2 separate regions of the Sus scrofa genome follow, and region 1 is linked to region 2. Evidence: chromatin contacts called from public Hi-C data. All regions are on one chromosome and are shown on one strand. The core of a region is the stretch at or near the end of the contact, and the rest is flanking DNA. Distances in the headings are between cores, read along the strand shown. Region 1 holds the start of SGCD (sarcoglycan delta). Region 2 overlaps SGCD (sarcoglycan delta).

Region 1 (5,315 bases), core at 489-2,988, 160 kb before region 2:
AACTGAGGTACAGGGAGGCTCAGCAAACTAACCAGGAGTCACAGCCGTAGTGAGAAACAGCTAAGATTAGATCTGGGCCACCGATGCCAAGCCTGCTCTTATGAAGGTTAATGATACTGCCTTTCCCAATGATGCTGGGATGGAGAAAGCATATGGAAAATTAGCGCACATGTTGCTTTCTAGCACCCGTTCTGACTTTAAGGGTCTTTGCACCTCTGGACAAGTCATTTCGTCTCTGTGGACTTCCATTTCCCTGTGTAAAATGAAGGGTTGAAACAATTTGGATTAGCAGGTCTCTGGGGTTCCCTCCTACTCTGAAGTTCTTTGATTCCTTAATTGCATCCTGACCTTAGAGGTGCTCATGCTTCCTTCCCCACACACAGATGCACACACTGACTGCTTCCCAAGGCAAAAGTCGAATCCTGCTGAACGTAGCCAGTGCAGTTGGATGCTAAACTTCAGATCCCAAATCTATTATTTACAACAGCCCCTGAGGAACACACAATACTTTTACAATCTGGCCATCCAGTTCTTTAAAATCAGTTGCTAGTGGGATATGGTTTGGGAATGTAAAATATTAATACCCCCACAAAGAAAAGAAAAATCTCAAAACAAAGGAGGCACTCTCTTTAAATCATCTTTTTTTTTTTTTTTATAGTATTGCCTTGACAACTTAGCTTTGGCTCATTAGATACGGGGTTTTCAGTGTGGGGGAAGAGGAGTGCCCTCTTCATCTATTTAGACATTTCCTCCTTTTTTATGGAAAGAGGAAATCTCAAAGGTAGACCGTAAAATCCAGAAGAATGTACATGGGATGGGACATCTCGGAGTGTCATCCAGAAATAATCACAGGTGCAGAGGATCAGGACACCTTCAGATTAAAGGTGCATTCTTTTCTCCTTTGCATTTCCTGTAACCGTAACACACAGTGCAACAACCTGCAAAATGTTACATCTTTTTTTTTTTTTTTTTTTTTTTTTTTGGACCAGCACAGTTACAGAGCAGGGAGCACCAGAAGTGTCTGAAAAAAATAATTGCATTATTTTCAGTGGCAGCAGCAAAAGGTGCACATATCAGGTGAAGGCAACCATTCTGAAGTGCCTGAACCAGTCTGGAAATGCTAAAAATATTGTTCCTCCTTGAGCAATTGAAACTGGGAGCAAAGACAGAGGCAACAGCCAGCAGGGAGATCAATTTAGAACTCCCATCTCTCAGCTGTAACAGGCTCCTTATCAGGATTGGCAAGGGCTGGTGGGTGGGGGGGAGGTAGCCAACAGGGGTCATCTGGGGACAGAGCCAGTTAAAAAGGGGCAGAGTTAAGGAGAAGACAGAAGAGATGCCACTCCAGCGGCTAGCACCACAGAGCAGAGGCCGTGGGGACAATGAGTGAGAAATCAGAATCGGTTCTAGCAGCCCTGGTCTTTGTGGTTGTGAGTGTGGGCCCAGCAGACGCCAGGGGCGCCGATGCAGGGGAGCAGGGCCGTGCTTGACACATGTGTTTCCCATTGAGAGCTGGAGTGAGCCCAGTAGCTGGGAGTTGGCCTGACAAAGCCGTATTGAAGTACAGACAGAGTACGGTTTCAAAGCAGTCAGAAAAAGACCGGGAATGCTGTTCAGGAAATTCTTCAGGCATGGGCAGGGACTTGGCTGCAATTCTGCAGCTGGAAAATCTGACTGGGGCAGCTTCTAAACACAGGCTGGGCCTGCTCACCCTCCGCAGGCCCAGTGGCCGCCTCCTTCCAGCCTCTCCACACACGCCTCCTGGACTGTGCGGGGTTCTCACCAGCCGCTTTGTGCGAAGAAGACAAGAGAGGTAGGGGACAGTTAACGTTCCTGCATTTCCATGCTTTCTTGTCCTCTCTAAGCCTGCTGTTTGTTCTCAAGTACTCTGAGTTTTGGGTGTGTGTGTGTGGGTGTGTGTGTGTGTGTACAAGTTAGAACTCCATCACTCACATACTTGGTGTGGGTTGTAATCTTTTCTTTCCACAGCCCGCCTCAAGATGTGATTTTCAGCAGAGCAGAAATACTTGGGAAAGTTAGATGGGACCGGCAACACGACTGTGAAAAGGCAAAGTCTGTGAACTCTTGTGTTGTCATCCTGCTCCAACCTTCTGTAACTTTTCTACGTGCAAGGACAGTTCATTGGCAGGGAGGATAATTTTAGATGAAACTGTGCTCTTTGCTTCAGGAGAATTTGGAGAGAGGCATTTTTAGCAGAAAATGGCTCTTATTTGAGAGAATCGGAGTTTGAAGTTTCTATTTTGGATTACGCTTTCAGAGTGTAGGAACAGATCTGTATGTACGAGTTCCTGGCACCTTTTATTATTATGTGGGATTTTGACTGTCATTAAGAAGCTCAGTGATGTATTTGCCTAGAAATATGCTGGCTCAACATTTGTAATTCTGTTTCTATAATAATTTTCAATTTTTCTAAATTGAAGTAACTGTCAGTTCTCTTCAAAAAAATACTTCTGTATTTTATGAAATATAGACAACTGAAGAGTCACAGAAAACAGTCATTTACTCAGAAATCATTGTTAAAAGATAGAGATATAGTAGTGTGAATCTTATTTCATTGATTGGTTTGATTTCATACCTTACTGAAAGAGTGCTTTAAAAAAATCGAATTTTCAATAATTCTCTTTTCTATATATCAGCTATAAAGCCATACAGATTCTACCACCCCCCACAAAAGCTATACCTTATTCTATGCCTAGCTTCTACAAAATGCACGATATAATGTAATTGCACTTAAGAAACTGGTTCAGCTCTGAAAGAGCTAGATTAAATCTCACTACAACTTTGTGATTACTGGCAAAGCAATCAGTAACAGCAATGGAGTTTTCCAAAGGGGGCTTGGCCAAGCATCTTGTTGGGGAAACGGATGAATGAATGGATTTTTGGCTACTCCTTGAACAGAAGAAGGGTGGCTTGACTTCTGCAGGTGGACCTCTAGCAAAACAGGTGTGTGTTGACTTCAGGTCTCAAATCTCTCAATAAGTAGCTGATAGCAGAGAGTTAGATTATGAGTGAATAATGAGTAGGGGAGCCTGACTTTTTCCTGTCTTTTTGTAAGACCTAGGATAAGTGCCCAGACATTGTTTGTGGGTGAAAAGTCAGCCCTCTCAGCCAGCAATTTTATTTTCTCAAGAGTTTTGCTCTTAGCAGAGGGAATTGGGGACTGACTGGCAGCAGGAATTCTTATTCTGAGAGATGGCACACCAGTACTTTCTTCATAAACATCATCTTTGGGTTCTGTTGGGATGGAGAGGGCTTGGGAACTGATGGACCTGGGGCAAGGTAGGACCTGTAGACAGTGACTACACTTGTGTTGCCTACAGAGGGAGCAGGATGCCAGGACAGATTTGGCACCACTGTGAACCATAGCCAAGTGCACTGCTAGTGAAAAAGGAGACTCTGTAAGCTCCAATGTCATACTTTTCTAAATTTAGTCCGTGTCAAGCTTGAGCAGAGTAAGCGTGAAATAGCAACTTGAGGTTGCAGGAGTATGAACAGAGCTGCTTGCTACCCGGAAGAAACTCCATAGTTTCCCTCTTTTAGAAGTATAGGAGGGAAAAATCAAGTTCCCTTGGCATTTGAAAAGAAAAGATTAAAAAGTGGCGTGTGGAAGGGGATGGAAGAAGAAATCCAGGGCAGAGATGCAGGCTAGAAGGAGAGAGGCGTGGCCACAGAACGGAAGAGATCTGTGCACAGGAATGAAACACATGTACTAGAGCTAGAACTAGAACAGCAAAGCCCAGCAGTGACGTGTTCAGCCTGAATGGTGTGGTTAAACTGTGGCCTCGATGAGAAGTATTTTACCCTCTTCACAAAAGAAGACCCCATGGTCATTCTTCCCCACTGTGCCTCCTGGAAGTAATCAGAAGGCACGTTTAGTAAGAACAGCATTGCCTAAGGGCTCCGATTTCGTAAGTGAGGGGGGAGCAGGCTCTTAAGGCCTTATTTTTAACCCATATTTGTTCCGTCCAGAGATGTTCCTGCTGAGAGTGTTGAGTGAAGGGACCAGGTGGTGAGGGGTGAGGGGTCCCAGGGAGCCTAGCTTATTCAGGCCCTGCCTGTGGAACATTTCATCATCAAGACACACTTTTGCAAAGGAATGTAGAATGATACATATCCTTTTTTTAAGGCATGAATTTATTTGATTTTACTTCCTCTTTTATATTTTAAAAACACCTCTGAGGGCACGTACCATGTTGTTGGTGAATGTGTGATATTAAATACTAATATTAAAGTTTCATAAGGTGAGGATTGAATTATGGATTTGACCATCTGGCAGTGTTTAGGGCTCTCCTGTAGTCCTGAATGTCTTGACTTTGAGTGATTTAAAGACCCCCTTTTAACAAAGTGGGGGAAAAAGTTTCATCCCCCCATTGCTGATTTAACTACTTTTATTATTATTGTTATTTAAATATGTATAACCTCCAAATCCTTGCCTAGCTATTACCTCTCTATTTTAATCATTCTTAAGCATCTGTAACGCTAAAATCAATTTATGAATTAAATATAGAGAAAGGCTCTAATAATATTGAGATTATAATCATTAGTTTCTTAAGTAGAGGATGCTTTCCTGAAATTTAATAAGGCTAACACAGTGAACAGGGAGCTGACAGCTATCTAGAGCTTTTTGGGTTTTTTTGCTTTCCATGGGCTGCATGTGCAGCCTATGAAGTTTCCCAGGCTAGGGGTCAAATCAGAGCTACTGCTGCCAGCCTACATCACAGCCACAGCAATGCCATAGCCGAGCCACATCTATGATGTACACCACAGCTCATGGCAATGCCAGATCCCCAACCCACTGAGCGATGCCAAGGATAGAACCTGCATCCTCATGGATATTAATCAGATTCATTTCTTCTGTACCACAGTGGGAGATTATTTTGATTTCAGACGCCTATAGGGTTATAACCTGGACACATACTAATTCTCCCATGATTTTTTTCCTCTTCCCATGTCCCGTTCATTTGCATGCCATGATGTCCTTTGATCTGCACCTTGAAGGAATGTTTCCTGTCATGTCACACTCTGCTCCTTTCTCTGTTCATGACAATTAGAATCAAATCTCTTGTGGCCAACATGATTGTACACTGAATACAAATGCAGGCACTACAAAAGCATGGAAGTAGCCATTGGTCACGAATTGGATCTCAGTTTCTTAGAACAAAATGGGGGTAAATAAGTACATCAAAAGAAAAGAGAAAGAAAGACATCAGAAGAAACCTGGCAGAGAATTCTCAAGAGTCTTGAGAAGGTCTGAGAATCCCAGGTGCTTTGGAGACTCTACCTGAAAAGGTATT
Region 2 (5,033 bases), core at 2,488-4,987:
TCTTTTTCCTATCATTTCTTTTGCTCTGAATTTTCTCAAAAAGACATTTTTGCCAAGTTACAAATTTCTATCATATCAAAACATTTGAACATAAGTCGACATAGACTATCTCAAAACAATCCTAATAAGGATTAATTTAATTTGGGTTGTGTTCATCTGTAGTAATGTTAAATGTTGCATTAGAGTTTCTTACACTAATGTGAGAAGCAAGAGTTTACCTTACTTAAGGAAATGTTTGAAAGATATTGGATAACTTGCTAAATTAAAGGAAAAGCTGAACAATGTCAAGTCTACAGACATGCAGGAGATCGATTATCTCTGAGGAGCTCATTCAAAAGCGCTAAACCTTTTTTTTTTTTTTTTTTTGGATACTGAATATGAAGTATTCAGCTCCTCAAATTTCAGTTCCTCTAAGAGGTGATTAATTGGGGGATATTAGGTGGATGGCTTCACACCCATTGCTAAGGTATGAGTAAGATAGCCAAACACAGTAGGACCTGTGTGGGGTGGAAGGGAGACTATTCTCTAGAAGAGAGGGTTTAAAAGACATAATTAAATACAGAGGTAAACCATATTGATGGACTGGGAAAACTCAATATTACTATAATTTCTACTAAAATTTCTCCACTTTTTATCAAGTTGATCTGTGGGTCTAATGTAATCACAATCAAAATAACAGAGGTTTTTTTTCCTTGGAATGTGTTTGGAGAAACTGACACATTTTTGAAATTTATATGAAAATGTAAAGAAGCATGGCTAGCCAAAACAATATTTAAAAAGAAAAAATTTGAAGAGCTCATACTAGTTTAGTATAAGCTACAGAATCAAGACAGTATGATGTTAGCGAAAGAACTGACAAATTGAATGACGGCAAAGAATAGAAAATGCAAAACGACTTAAGCGTATATAGTCGCGCATACACAGTCAAAGCTATTTGGGGAAAATAAATTTTTTTTCCATAAAATGTGCTGGAAAATTTTTTTTTTTCGAAAAAGGAATTTTAGCCCCTACTTTTTACTATATGCAAAATTAATTCAAAATGGATCATAGATTAAAAACTAAAAGCTAAAACTCTTATACTTCTATAAGAAAACAGATGTAAGATTATCTTCACAAGTTTGGGATAGGTAAAGATTTTTCAGGACCTAAAAAGCACTAAACATATATGAATAAATTATTAATTGGACTTTATCAAAATAAAAACTTCTACCTATCAAGACACCATTAAAAATGAAAGAGCAAGCAGGAGGCTTTGATAAAATATTTTCAATACATTTATTTTAGACAGGATTTATGTCACAATACATAAAGAACTGCTACAATCAGCAATAAAAGATAACAATAAGAAATGGAAAGAGACAAATGTCACACAAAAGAAAAGTTTATGAGTGGCCAGTAAACACATAAAAATATCCTCAACATCATTAGTCACTAGGGATATCCAAATTAAAACACCAATAAGACAATATTAAAAAATTAGTATTCCACACATGCTAATTGGTTAAAATTAAAAGATTTACTGTACCGCATGTTAAGGATATGGAGTAACTGGAACTCTCATATGGTGCTGAGGGTCTAAACTTTACAATTGCTTAACAGAATTGTTTTGTATTTTCCTACAAAGTTAAACATTTATCTTCTCTATAACCTAGCCTTTCTGCTTCTACGTACCTAAGAGAAATGAAAATATATGTCTACAGGGGACTTTTTTTTTTTTTTTTTGTCTTTTGTCTTTTTGTTGTTGTTGTTGCTATTTCTTGGGCTGCTCCCACGGCATATGGAGGTTCCCAGGCTAGGGGTTGAATCGGAGCTGTAGCCACCGGCCTACGCCAGAGCCACAGCAACGTGGGATCCGAGCCGCGTCTGCAACCTACACCACAGCTCATGGCAACGCCGGATCGTTAACCCACTGAGCAAGGGCAGGGACCGAACCCCCAACCTCATGGTTCCTAGTCGGATTCGTTAACCACTGCGCCACGACAGGAACTCCTACAGGGGACTTTTAAAAGAATATTTAGAATGCTTTAAGCAGCTTTTTCATAATAATTCAAAAGTGGAAACAAATATTCATCAACATAAAAATGGATAAATTGTGGTGTATCTATACAGCAGTAAAAAAAAGTAATGTGCTCCTGATACACAGAACAACGCAGACGACTCAAACTGTGTTATGTGGAATGAAAGAAACCAGTTATAAGACCACATATCCCGTATGATTCCATTTATAAGCAGTTCAAGAACAGACAAAAGTAATGTTTGTGGTGGAAGTAAGCACACCGTTTGTCTGTAGGATGTATGAATTGCCTGAAAGGGAACTGGGGGCTTTGGGAGTGACAGTGTTCATTGACATGGCAGCTTCATGAGTGAGTATGTCTGTCAAAATCACAAAGTTATAATCTCTGCACTGTATGGTTTATAAGTGTTTTTGTAATAGAAAAAAAAATAAAATGGCTGGTAGGAGTCTAATAAAGTCATCCTACATCATATACTTCATTTATCCAGTACCTAAATTGGATAATTCCAACTAGGAAGTCTCAGCTATAACCTCCTTGGAGGTCTGAGTGACTGTTTTAGCTCTTTCTTCCCCTTTTTTATCACCTTTGCAGCACTTAGCACCTTTACTTCGAGATATATATATTGTATATATAATATATATATATTAGGTTTTTACAACTCTTTTCTGTCCAAGTAGATGGTAAATTCCTTGGGAGCATCATCTGTGTTAGTGATTCTCAAACTTTAACATGGACAGGAATTACTCTGATAGCTTATTAAAATGCAGAATTTGAGTGCACCTTGCAGATATTCCTTGGATATGGATTTGAGCTGAGGAATCTGTGTTTTTAAGTAGCATTCTAGGTGACCGTCTTCTGGCCACCTTTTTAGAAACACTAATCAGTGTCATATCTGAATGGATTTCTGTCATATCCACAAGGCTTGGGGCACTTTATGACAAGAAATAAGCTGTTTGTTAAATAAACTGAGTTTGAATACCTTTGACACCAGTTTTCAACTCTGGCTAGATTCTTTTTTTCCTGTATGAGAAACTTCAGACATTCTAGGAATGATCCTAAATTAAAAGATCATTTTTCCCAGCTCTTCTATCTTCCAGATATGGACACTGAGACTCAGAGAGCAATGGGGACTCTCCCAAGTTCATTTAGCAACAGCTGCATGGAGCCTGAACTCTCACTCATGTTTCCTCACACCTAACCTGACTCACTTCTCCCTATCATATCATGGATTAGTCAAGATCAGAAAGTGCTTTGGTTCTCAAATGGGGGTGATTTTATCCCCGAACGGACATTTGGCAATGTCCCAGGATATTTTTGGTGTCATCACAGTTAGGGGAGGGATGGGGGCGACTTGCATGGCTGCTGTTTAGTGGGGTGCTGCCAGACACCCTACAGAGCACAGGACACAGCAGAGCCCCCACCACCAAGAATGAGCAAGACCTCAGATGTCCACAGTGCGAGGTGGACAAACTGTGGGCTAGTCACTGTGGAATTCACTGGTACCAAGTAACTCTCCTTGGAAATGATTCAGCCTTGTGCAACATCATGTGTCGGGATCTCCTTCCCATGGTCTGGAGGCTGCCTTGAGCACCTTTGCACTCATCCTGGCTCTAAACTCCAAGCCTGGCTGCAGACTCTCACTTCCTGTATGCAGTGCGGGTGGACTCCTTAGTGCTGCCATGGAGGCGTGTGTCATTTCTTTGACGCAGCATCTGCCAGCAGTCGGTCAGGGAGTCCTGAACACGGGCCACCCAGCCCTGCCGACAGCTCTCTGATGAGGCGGGAGCTGTTCCAGCTGGTCAGGGAAAGAAGAGCCAGCTGGGTTTGAAAGGAAACAGATTTAATTTGGGTCCTGACTGAAGCAGAAACCAGTTTAGAAATGTGCCCTTTCTAATTGGCGGTTTTTAAAAGGATAATTGGGATAACAGGTAGAAAGTGGACCTCATAACTCTGGATATAAGGAAGGAGGGAGGCTGAGCGTGTGCCCAGAGTCCATTTAGCCTAGTTTTGCTGTGCCATTAGGGGAGCATTAACTTGACATGGTCTCAAGGGTTCAGTACTTCCCAACCACGTGACCTCGGGAATTTACCAAACCGCTTCAAGCCTTAGTTTCCCTGACTATAAAATACTGATGATAATAATGCTGATACTATAAAATTGATGTTAAAGATAAAATAAGCTAATGCCTCTAGAGAAAGATGGTAGTATAGTGACTGGCATCCAGTAGGTGCTAAATAAATGATAATTCTTAGCTCTTATTTTCCCTCGCTGTTAACTCGCAGAATATGACTGGCTTCACCCACCTCTGACAATAGAGCAAGCCCCCGCTTCCATTTTACACCAGTAATAGGTTGGGCATGGGTTCCCCTTGCCTCGATTACTGCAAGCCAGTCTCTTTTCACAGTATCTTAACCATCCACAAAGGGATCTTTCCCTTGTTGCCACAAATCAGCCTTTCAGTGGCAGCCACATTTCCCCTGACTCTATTCCTTCTTGCCTGAGTTCACTTCCCCTGCCCACGACTCCTCTTGGAGGTGCCCCTCCTGTGTCATGGCATGTCTTAGCATGCCAGTGCTTAGGATGGTGGTTCAGCCTGTGGGTTGTCCTAAGGCTGGGGGTATCTGAGGAGGTCAGAGCTCATCTGGGACCCATGCAGAAGAGTAAGAAAAAAAAAATCTCTTTGTCACTCTGTGCCGCCTTTTTTTCCCTTGTGGGTCACGGAACACATGTCTTATTTAGAAAACTGTTCTGACTAGTTCTATCTGCCTATTCCTCTAGCCCATCTCTCCAAAAGGACTTTACCCAAAAGATAGGAAGAGACAAGATATTCTGTGACTCCCATTTTCTTCCAGTCCCTCCCTTGAGTCAACAAGTCCTGTTGTAGTAAAGCAAACACTCCTCAAAACACCAGCGCTGCAAACAGCTCCTGGAGGGCTCTGCAGTATATATTTCTTTGGCAATCTCAGGAACCCAACTCAATATGCTTCGGTAATGAAGAGGCCCATTCAAACCCTAGAG

What was found. A called contact is a pair of places that touch in the nucleus more often than the background predicts.
Region 1: a contact with region 2 is called in a Hi-C map of embryonic fibroblasts, with 2.2 times the contacts expected there. The contact joins the promoter of SGCD here to the enhancer-like site in region 2. A contact is called at or near these places in 3 of 47 Hi-C or Micro-C datasets (embryonic fibroblasts, fetal heart ventricle and heart right ventricle) and 1 of 2 datasets of contacts at active chromatin or transcription factors (skeletal muscle).

What each region holds. Positions count from the first base shown.
Region 1 is chr16:66,886,643-66,891,957 of Sscrofa11.1, reverse strand. SGCD (sarcoglycan delta) reads left to right here and starts at 1,738. Exons shown (of 8, transcript NM_001144123.1): 1 at 1,738-1,813.
Region 2 is chr16:66,731,480-66,736,512 of Sscrofa11.1, reverse strand. All of the region lies in intron 2 of SGCD (sarcoglycan delta), which reads left to right. Among named protein-coding and RNA genes, the nearest start is that of SGCD, 160 kb to the left of the region's middle. Within about 2 kb of position 3,737, at least 9 of the 83 cell types and tissues checked have an H3K27ac peak or open chromatin away from gene starts, as enhancers often do. A contact at or near this core is called in embryonic fibroblasts and skeletal muscle, where this site is marked.